Regions from separate parts of the Mus musculus genome. Here regions 1 and 3 are each linked to region 2. Evidence: chromatin contacts called from public Hi-C and HiChIP or PLAC-seq data. All regions are on one chromosome and are shown on one strand. Each heading gives the region's core, a stretch centred on a gene start, on an enhancer-like site or on the middle of the called end of the contact. The rest is flanking DNA. Distances are from core to core; before and after follow the strand shown.

The links. Hi-C and Micro-C count contacts between places; a contact is called where the count stands out from the background. HiChIP or PLAC-seq counts read pairs in DNA pulled down with a chosen protein or histone mark.
Region 1: a contact with region 2 is called in a Hi-C map of liver, with 5 times the contacts expected there. The contact joins two enhancer-like sites. A contact is called at or near these places in 3 of 484 Hi-C or Micro-C datasets (all in liver), 1 of 115 datasets of contacts at active chromatin or transcription factors (pancreatic cancer cells) and 1 of 9 other capture datasets (embryonic stem cells).
Region 3: a FOXA1 HiChIP or PLAC-seq map of pancreatic cancer cells shows a contact between it and region 2. The contact joins the promoter of Slc22a15 here to the enhancer-like site in region 2. A contact is called at or near these places in 5 of 39 promoter capture datasets (embryonic stem cells, hippocampal neurons, liver and 2 more), 1 of 484 Hi-C or Micro-C datasets (liver), 5 of 115 datasets of contacts at active chromatin or transcription factors (acute myeloid leukemia, bone marrow-derived macrophages, extraembryonic endoderm stem cells and 2 more) and 1 of 9 other capture datasets (embryonic stem cells).

What each region holds. Positions count from the first base shown.
Region 1 is chr3:101,952,336-101,955,035 of GRCm38.p6, forward strand. No RefSeq gene overlaps it. Among named protein-coding and RNA genes, the nearest start is that of Slc22a15, 29 kb to the left of the region's middle. Within about 2 kb of position 1,331, at least 6 of the 459 cell types and tissues checked have an H3K27ac peak or open chromatin away from gene starts, as enhancers often do. A contact at or near this core is called in liver, where this site is marked.
Region 2 is chr3:102,675,992-102,678,691 of GRCm38.p6, forward strand. No RefSeq gene overlaps it. Among named protein-coding and RNA genes, the nearest start is that of Gm40112, 17 kb to the right of the region's middle. Within about 2 kb of position 1,355, at least 72 of the 459 cell types and tissues checked have an H3K27ac peak or open chromatin away from gene starts, as enhancers often do. A contact at or near this core is called in hippocampal neurons, liver and pancreatic cancer cells, where this site is marked.
Region 3 is chr3:101,923,010-101,925,709 of GRCm38.p6, forward strand. It overlaps Slc22a15 (solute carrier family 22 (organic anion/cation transporter), member 15), which reads right to left and starts at 1,444. Exons shown (of 12, transcript NM_001039371.2): 1 at 1,023-1,444. The coding sequence starts at 1,109.

The DNA of each region.
Region 1 (2,700 bases), core at 81-2,580, 720 kb before region 2:
CCTCTTGCCTAGCTGGCCTTGCTTTTGTCTGTGGGAGATTCCAGTACAGAGGGAGTCATTAGTTAAGCTACAGTAAGATGGCTGCTACTCCACTTTACCCTTCAGACCTGGCTTGGAATTTTAGAGGGAGGAGACCCAGTGTGCATTTGGAATACCTTAGACTTAAGTATGGAAGGTTTTGAATCAGCATATATGTATAGAATATATAATGTATTATTATAATACAAAATATACATATTATATTATTTATATTATATAATTGACACATATAAAAATAATATCTATTAAAATATTTTTAACAAGAAAGTTCATGAGACACTTAGAGTATAATAATGAAATTGTAAAAGAAAAGAGAAGGCTCTTTGTTCCTGCTTTGGCATTTACAGAGTGAAAGCTGCTCTCAGTTCTGTCTTCATCCACAGAGGGGAGCAAAGAGGTTAGAAAAGCCTGGGTTTTAACATGAAATAGTCATGCTCTGCTCTTTAGCACCTGCATTTGTCTGTGGCTTGTCCAGAGGGCATCTGCATTCCGGTCTCCATTTTACAGAGTGTATGTAAGCTTTCCTGGGATGTTTCAGTGCTTGGATCCCAGTTTCCATCCCTTCAGCTTGGTCTTTGGCTTCACCGAGAGCATCCCCAATGCCCAGCTTCCATAAGAGCTCTCTGTGAGGCACAGCTCGGAGAGAGGCTGCTCAAGCCACGGGTCACTCCAAGTCGGTGGCCCAGGCACGTTGTTCATTGCATTTCCATTATAGGAATTAGTGTAAACCATGTATGCCCCAGGTACAAGGTCTAGATAGAGGTGGGTGCTGCTCTTAGGGAGCCTGGAGATGGACAAGCCCAGTAAATGATCCCAGTGCAGGCCAGGGGCAGCTTGGTTAAAATGTGTCCATTGCCTGGAACCACTCTTTAAAGGTAACCCTCAGCTCTTGGACCTGTGACTTTACTCTACATTTTAAAAAAATGATGAATATCTTTACGGCTCTTCCAAAGCAGAGTCCTCTGGATGGACTCCAAGATCGATACCTTTGATACCGACTTCTACAGTGGTGAACAGCAGTGTACAGACTTTATAGAATACAATCTACGGCCTTAATTTATGCTAGCAGAAGTAAGGGGGGAAGTTAAGCCTGTTTGTTGGAAAAACTCCAGGTCTTTGTAGGAGGCTGGTGATCTCCACACGGACATGTTCATCTTTATAGCACAGGCAGGTCATACCAAAGGCCTTGTCCCAGTTCCTGGCTCACGTGAAGAAGTCAATAAGTGGCCAGGGAGATGGCTGAACGGAAAAGAGCAGGTGCTTTGTAAGTGTGCCAACCTGAGTCCAAGTCCCCAGCACCCACAGAAAAAGCTGGCTGTGGCTTTGTGTGTCTCTGACACCAGCACTGGGGAGCAGAGAAAAGCAAATCCCACGAGCTCACTGGCTGGCCAGCCTGGCTATAAGCCGAGCTTCTGATTCAGTGAGAACGTCTGTCTCAAGGCAATAATGTGGAGGTGATCCAGGACAGCCAACGTCCTGCTTTGCCCTTTGTATATGTGTGCATGGGTGCATATACCTACACACCCACAACATGCTCCATAACACACAGATGCACATACACACACTCACAGATACATACACAGACATACCACACACACACACACACACACACACACACACACACACACTATCATCAACAACACTAAAACCATCACCATCACAAAAAAATACTCTGAAAATGCTACTCATCTATGCCCGTGTCCCTGATCATAGTTCAGGATTTGTAGGCTTGAATATAACCGAGAGGTTGATATTAAAATGAAGTGCTGCATAGAGATTTGGGGTTCTCTAAACTCTATCAGGACTCCTGGGTCCTTCCTGCTCCTCTCTCACTTCCCAGGATCTGAGCGCCATAGCTCAGATGATCTAAGGGAGCTGCTGCTGCTGCTGCTGCTGCTGCTGCATATCCCAGCAGCTCACACCCTGGCCAGCACAGCACAACACACGGTGCTACCACAGGGAACTGCTGGAACCCAAACAGATTTTCACTGCTGTTGGTTCTTTTCCTCACTCATGGATTCCAGTTGATATGACGGCCACCTTGGCACTGTGAGGGAAGACTGCCTAGCAGTAGAAGACAGGGTCATTAGAAAGAGCCTATAGACTGCCTTCCATCAATTCCTGATTTAAACTTTTTAGGATTTAAGTCATTTTAATTTGTTTTAAATTGATTGATTGTTTGGCTGATTGATTGATTGATTGATTGATTGATTGATTGATTGATTTTTGTGTGTTGTGCTCTTTCCTGCATGTACGTCTGTGTACCATGGGCATACAGTACCCACGGAGGTCAGAAGAGGGTGTCAGATACTATAAAAGTGGAGTTGCAGATGTTTGTGAGCTGCCATGTGGGTGCTGGGAATTGAACTTGTATTCACTTGGAGGAGCAGCCAATGCTCACAATTTCTGAGCCATTCTCCAGCCCTCATTAAAAAATATATTTATTATTTATTTATTTTTATTTACTTTTTTGTGGTGCTAAGGATTGTATTCCAGGTCTCATGTAGTACTGTAGCTATGGAACCACTCAGCTAGATGAAGTACCACCTTCATGTTCAATGGATTACTCCTTTCACTAAACCCAGGCCACACTGACCCATTTGCTCTCAGCTGGCTCTATAGAGTAAAGTTTGGTCCCTAGACCTGTCCAAGAGATGTGGC
Region 2 (2,700 bases), core at 105-2,604:
CAGCTGTTGGATGTAACCTCTATAAAATGAGAATAAGCAGGCCACCCCAAATGGTTCCAAGAGGAAACTAGAAATGTGTCTATCAATGTGCTCAGCCGAGCTTCTCCAGAAAGCCGCTTCTTCTGTTCCTCTTCAATGTTTTCTGAAGAGACTCAACCTCCCCACAGCGACCTCCCGACTCAGAATCCGGTGCTCCTGGAAAGCTGGCGTTTCAAGTATTCTGTTACCGTGTTAGACTATGTCCCCGACTTTGATTCTGAAAGCAAGGGCCCCTCTCTGATTGGAAGGCAAGTTCGACCCATGGAACTGCCCATCTGGAAGATGGCTCTGTCCTTTGAAGTAGGTTTCCAGAAGGCCCTTTTCCTCCCCCCCTTATTTACTGCAACTCATAGGGACAGTTTGTTGACAACCCCCTACCCCCAGTTCCCGAGGGTGAGGGAGGACCTTGATCCTTTAACACTTTATTCTCTAAGTGCCTGACGTCTTCTATGCAGACACACTGATGTTTAAGAGGTACATGGTTTGTTTCAGTCACTCGTCAGTTAAACTCATCCCTGTGTAAAGCAGGGGAGAGAGCACGGGGTTATGCACGTACCCGTCCTTCCTAACCCGCAGTACACCTCTGCCCCATCCATCACTGACCAGCAGCAGCTAGTAATTAGTTCTAACTAGGGGCTGAGCATCTAGTGGAGTCTATGGGACCATCTCCAAAACCACCTCCCCAACACCGTTCCTAGTTCTTCTCATCTTTACACCACTGGCTGCCAAGCTTCTCACTACCCTGTTTCCCTCCTTTGTGCACGTACACAAACACCCTCCAACACACATCCTCTCATTGGTTTTGGGCATCTCTAGTACCCAGCTTCTATCTCCACTCTCACTCTTCTACAACACTGAATTCATAGTGCCCAGCCATTGAGGAGACACTGACAGTGCCCTCCCAGACACCCTGAGCCTCTTGTCCCTCCCTCAGAGTCACCAAAGCAGAGACAGTTTACCAAGACCCTAGTTTAGAATTCATAATTTTGTGCTCTGTCTCTTAAAAAACAAACACTCCCCCAAACTGTAACACAAACTGAAGTGTTTGTTCACACAGAGTTGCAATCTGGAGAATGACGTCACAGGTGACCAGCCCCCCTGATCAACTCCTGACTCCGAAGCTCACACGCCACACCCTAGCCTCTCTTGCTGTGTTTGCTGTTGGCCGGAAGCTTCGCCATCTTCACTGCTTTCTGCAAAGACTATATTTATAGAGTAAAAGAGCTCTGAAGATGTTCAGTTCTGTGATCAGTCACTGCTGCCTCCTGTCCCAGGAACCAGCTGAATTGCTCACTGCCAAGCTGCTTGGCACACAGCACCAGCTGGCTTGTCAGCCTCAGCCCTGCAGGGAGCTGGGACAGGCAAGTCTCCTCTCCTCTTTGCATAGCAGCCCTGGGTGGATTCAGCATGAATACAGTGATATACCACCAGGGGAAAGGTGAATTGGAACATTTCTGCCTGAACAAAAAATCGGTGCTCTCTGTCGTTGAAGTCTCAGTAACAGTAAACAGGGATCTTTCACTACAGCCTCCCTGGACCCCTGAATCAGTGCCTTTGAGGTTCGACTCCCTTTGGAGCAGACACAAAAAGGCTTTCGATATCCCTGGCTTATGCAGACTTTGTAAATTGGTACAACCCGTCTAGGGGATGAAGTAGCATTCTTAGTAGAGTTGAAGATGGGCGTTCCTCTTCCAGGTGTGAATCTCAGAAGCGATGTAATCCGATCTGAGGATGCCTAACATAGAATCTGTAACAATAATGATGGAATTTAGAATGGAAGAGGAAAGGAAGGGGGGGTCAAGAGAGAAAAATGAAGAGACCTGGAACAACCAAAACATCCACCAACACAGGCGTGCACTAAAGCGTAGTGTGGTCTTATGAGGAGCTGTTGGTGGGGCTGGGGAGAAGCGCTTGCTGTCTGACCATGAGGCCTTCAAATCAGTGTGGGCCCTTGAATTCAGATCTCCAGCACCCGTGAGAAAAGCCAGGAGTGGTGGCTTATACCTATAACCTAGCCCTGGAAAAAATAAAGACACAAACATCGCTGAGGCTCATTAGCCAGCCGCATCAGCGAGCTCCAGGTTCAGTGAGAAACCTGGTTTGAAGCTACGGTGGAGAATGATGGAGGTCAATACCCAATGTCAACTCCTTACCTCCACACGTATGTACAAACACCCTGTCATGTACATAACATGTGCATGACACATATTCTACATACAAAAAAAGAATACAATGAATGAACTACAAGTGACTTATTAACACGAATAAATCTCAAAAAAATATATAGTTAAGTTTAAAGAAAGCTAAGTTGAAAAAAATGGGATTTCGGTTTTAACCACTTAAAAATAAACATACCTACTGTGTGTTGTTTGTGAATATATCACAGTGTTACAGAAGGTGACACTTCAGGGGGTAAATGGCTACAAGGTGGGAGGTTAGGGTTAGGGGAGATGGTTATAGCTGAATTTGCAACACTTTATTTCCTTAAATAAATATTTGAACTAAATCTGGTAGAATATTAACATTTGGTTAAGCTTGTGGTAAGAACATTGAGTATCGATTGCATCACTGCTGAGCTGCTGAGGTACTGTCCAGTTTAAAATATAATAGGTGTAAATAATTCTCTAAATGTTCTCCAGGCTTTTGCCTCACTCACAAAAG
Region 3 (2,700 bases), core at 194-2,693, 750 kb before region 2:
CTCTGCTAAGAGAAAGGCTTCCAAGTATCACCACTTGAACCGATGTTCTGCCTGGTGCTGAAGTCAACTGAAGATTTTAATGGGGAAAGAGAATCAGTAGATTAAGTTTTACCTTACTGCCTCTCTTCCTGCTGCAGCATCAACACAACGTTGAAGCAACTTGTGGGCTCTGGTTATAACCGCGGCCAGCCAGTACTTCCCTTGCAATAATACCTTAACTTACTTAGCTCAGCTGTCAGCCTCACAGTGTCAGTGTCACAGACCACTTCATCCCAGGATTGCAAGCCTCCGGGACAGGGAGCTAGCTTCATTTTCTGGCCCTGGTGGTAGGGATCAAACCCAGAGCCTTGCACATCTAGGGCTTTACCACTGACTGACCTGCTTCCTAGGGACAATCTGAGCTGCTCAGGCTGGCTTTGAATTTGCCTAGAAGAAGAGCCATCCTTCTCCTGCCTCAGTTTCCATAGTGCTAGGACTACAAGAATGAACCTCTTAAAGAGCCCAAGGACTCCTAAAATCAAGAGTTTTAGGTTGAGGTGTGCAGCTGGTTTCTGAGAATTCAATACAATGAACCACACTGTGTGGATGGTATCATTTCCCTAGACCAAAGCTGGCCTCGGAGCTTAATAACCCAGTAGAACTTTAACTAGAGAGAAATAAATTCCCGTGGATGGAAAGCCCCTTTAATAGGAAGCCTCCCTCAATCTCAGAGAGGGCTGAAGGAGGCCATACTAGCTAGACCTGATCTTTTGTGGGCAGGTTGTCCATGCTTTCTCTGTCTCACTCTGTAAGGGGTTAGGGTGCCGAATCCTTTTGATCCCGGGTAATGGGTTTCATCTTTCAACTAGCTCTGGTGGCGAAGTGTCAGTGCCAGGCTCTGGGTGACAGCCTGGGAGAGCTCAGTGGCTGGCCCGCCACCGCGCGGCGCCCGCCCGCCCCCTCCCTCCCTGCGCTCTCGCGCCACACCTGGGGCCAGCCTGAGCTGAGAGCGCCCCGGGGGCCGCGGGGAGCCGGGGACTCACCTGCAGCAGCACAGCCAGCAGGAAGCACAAGTACATCTGATAGAGGCCCATCTCGCCCACCGCCTGGAACGCCTCCTCCACCTCCATGGCGGGCTCGCGCCCGAGGACCCGGCCGCCACCGCGACGGAGGACCTGGCTGCGCGGTGGCTGAAGATCGGGCGACGGAGCGACCGAGGACTGAGCCGGGCGGGGACGGAGGGCCGAGCGGCAGGGACCGGGAAGGAGGACCGGGCGGACCGCGGCCGAGGCGGGGACAGAGGACTGGGCCGAGCCGGGGGTGGAGAACCGGGCGGGGCTGGGGCCCAGGCGCAGGCGGGACCCTGCAGACGACCGGGTCCGGGGTCGCGGCGGAGATGCGATGCTGGTCGCCCCGGCGCGGCCTCCCCGCTTCCTGTCAGAAGTGACAGGAATTTTTGGCGAGCGGTTGGCTGGCGCGCGGAAGGGAAAGAGGAAGTGGGTGCGGCGCGGGCGGCCAGGGCGACTCACGGGAGGGGCCGGCAGCTCCACGCCGTGTCCCGCGGGGTTCGCCCCTTCGCACAAAGCGGTGGAATGCGGGGGCGCTCAGAGCTCTAGAGCCTTCCGAGAAGAGGGCCGGGAGGCATCTGTCCCCTTCCTCCTTTGTCTTGCTTTAGGTACACAGGGTCAGATGTAAGCTCCGCGCCTCGAGACATCCACTTAGTAGTGCCCACTAGGCCCACGGACAAGGGACAAGGGACAAGGGCAGGGGGTCATGGTTGCCAAGGTCTGTCAATGGAGTTTGGCACAGGGCTGAAGAAGTGTGGGGACAGATTACTAGTGGCCCCACACCTAATCCTGTTTTGTTTTTAAACTATTGCAAGTATCTAAACCAGCATATCTCAACATGTGGGTCAGGACCAAAGACCCTTTCACAAGGGTCAGATATCAGATATTTACATTACAATTCATAACAGTAGCAAGATTACAGTTATGCAATAACAAAAAATTATTTTTATGGTTAGGGGGTCACCACAACACGAGGAACTGTGTTAGAGAGTCACTGCATTAGGAAGGTTGAGAACTACTAATCTAAACTATCGCTAAGTTTACCTTTGCTTTCTGTTGGTGTGATAATAGCATGACAGAAGAAACTTGGGGGCGGGGGGGGGGGTGGAGTTTATTTGGCTCACAGTTTCTCTCAGAGCCCATCATTGCTGGGAAGTCGAGGCACCAGGAACTTAAGCAGCTAGTAACATGGCATCCACAGACAAGAACAGAGGGCAGTGATGTGATGGATGCGCTCACCAGTGATCAGCTAGTTCCCTCACTCATTCGTTCAGACTAGGGCCCAACCTATGAAATGGCCTCACACATATGGGGGGGGGGGGCTTTCTAACAACCCAGTTTTTAAACAAATTCCCTCAGAAGCATGTCCAGGGCCAACCTACTCTAGACTGCTCCTCACTGAGTGAATGGGAACTTCCTTCCCAGCCGAGGCTAGGTTTTGATCGTTAAAACGAACCATCCCCTGAATATAATACAGAGTATAATGGATGACCAGGAGGTCCCCTTGTCTTGCAAGCATTCTTGTTGTGCTTCCACAATTTCCCATTAATTATGTCTGCTGTTTATAACTGCCCTTTAGTGGTCATCTACCTAATTATTGTAATAAAATGATACAATGTTGACTATGGCAGGGTTGGAAGCAGCCAGTGTGGTG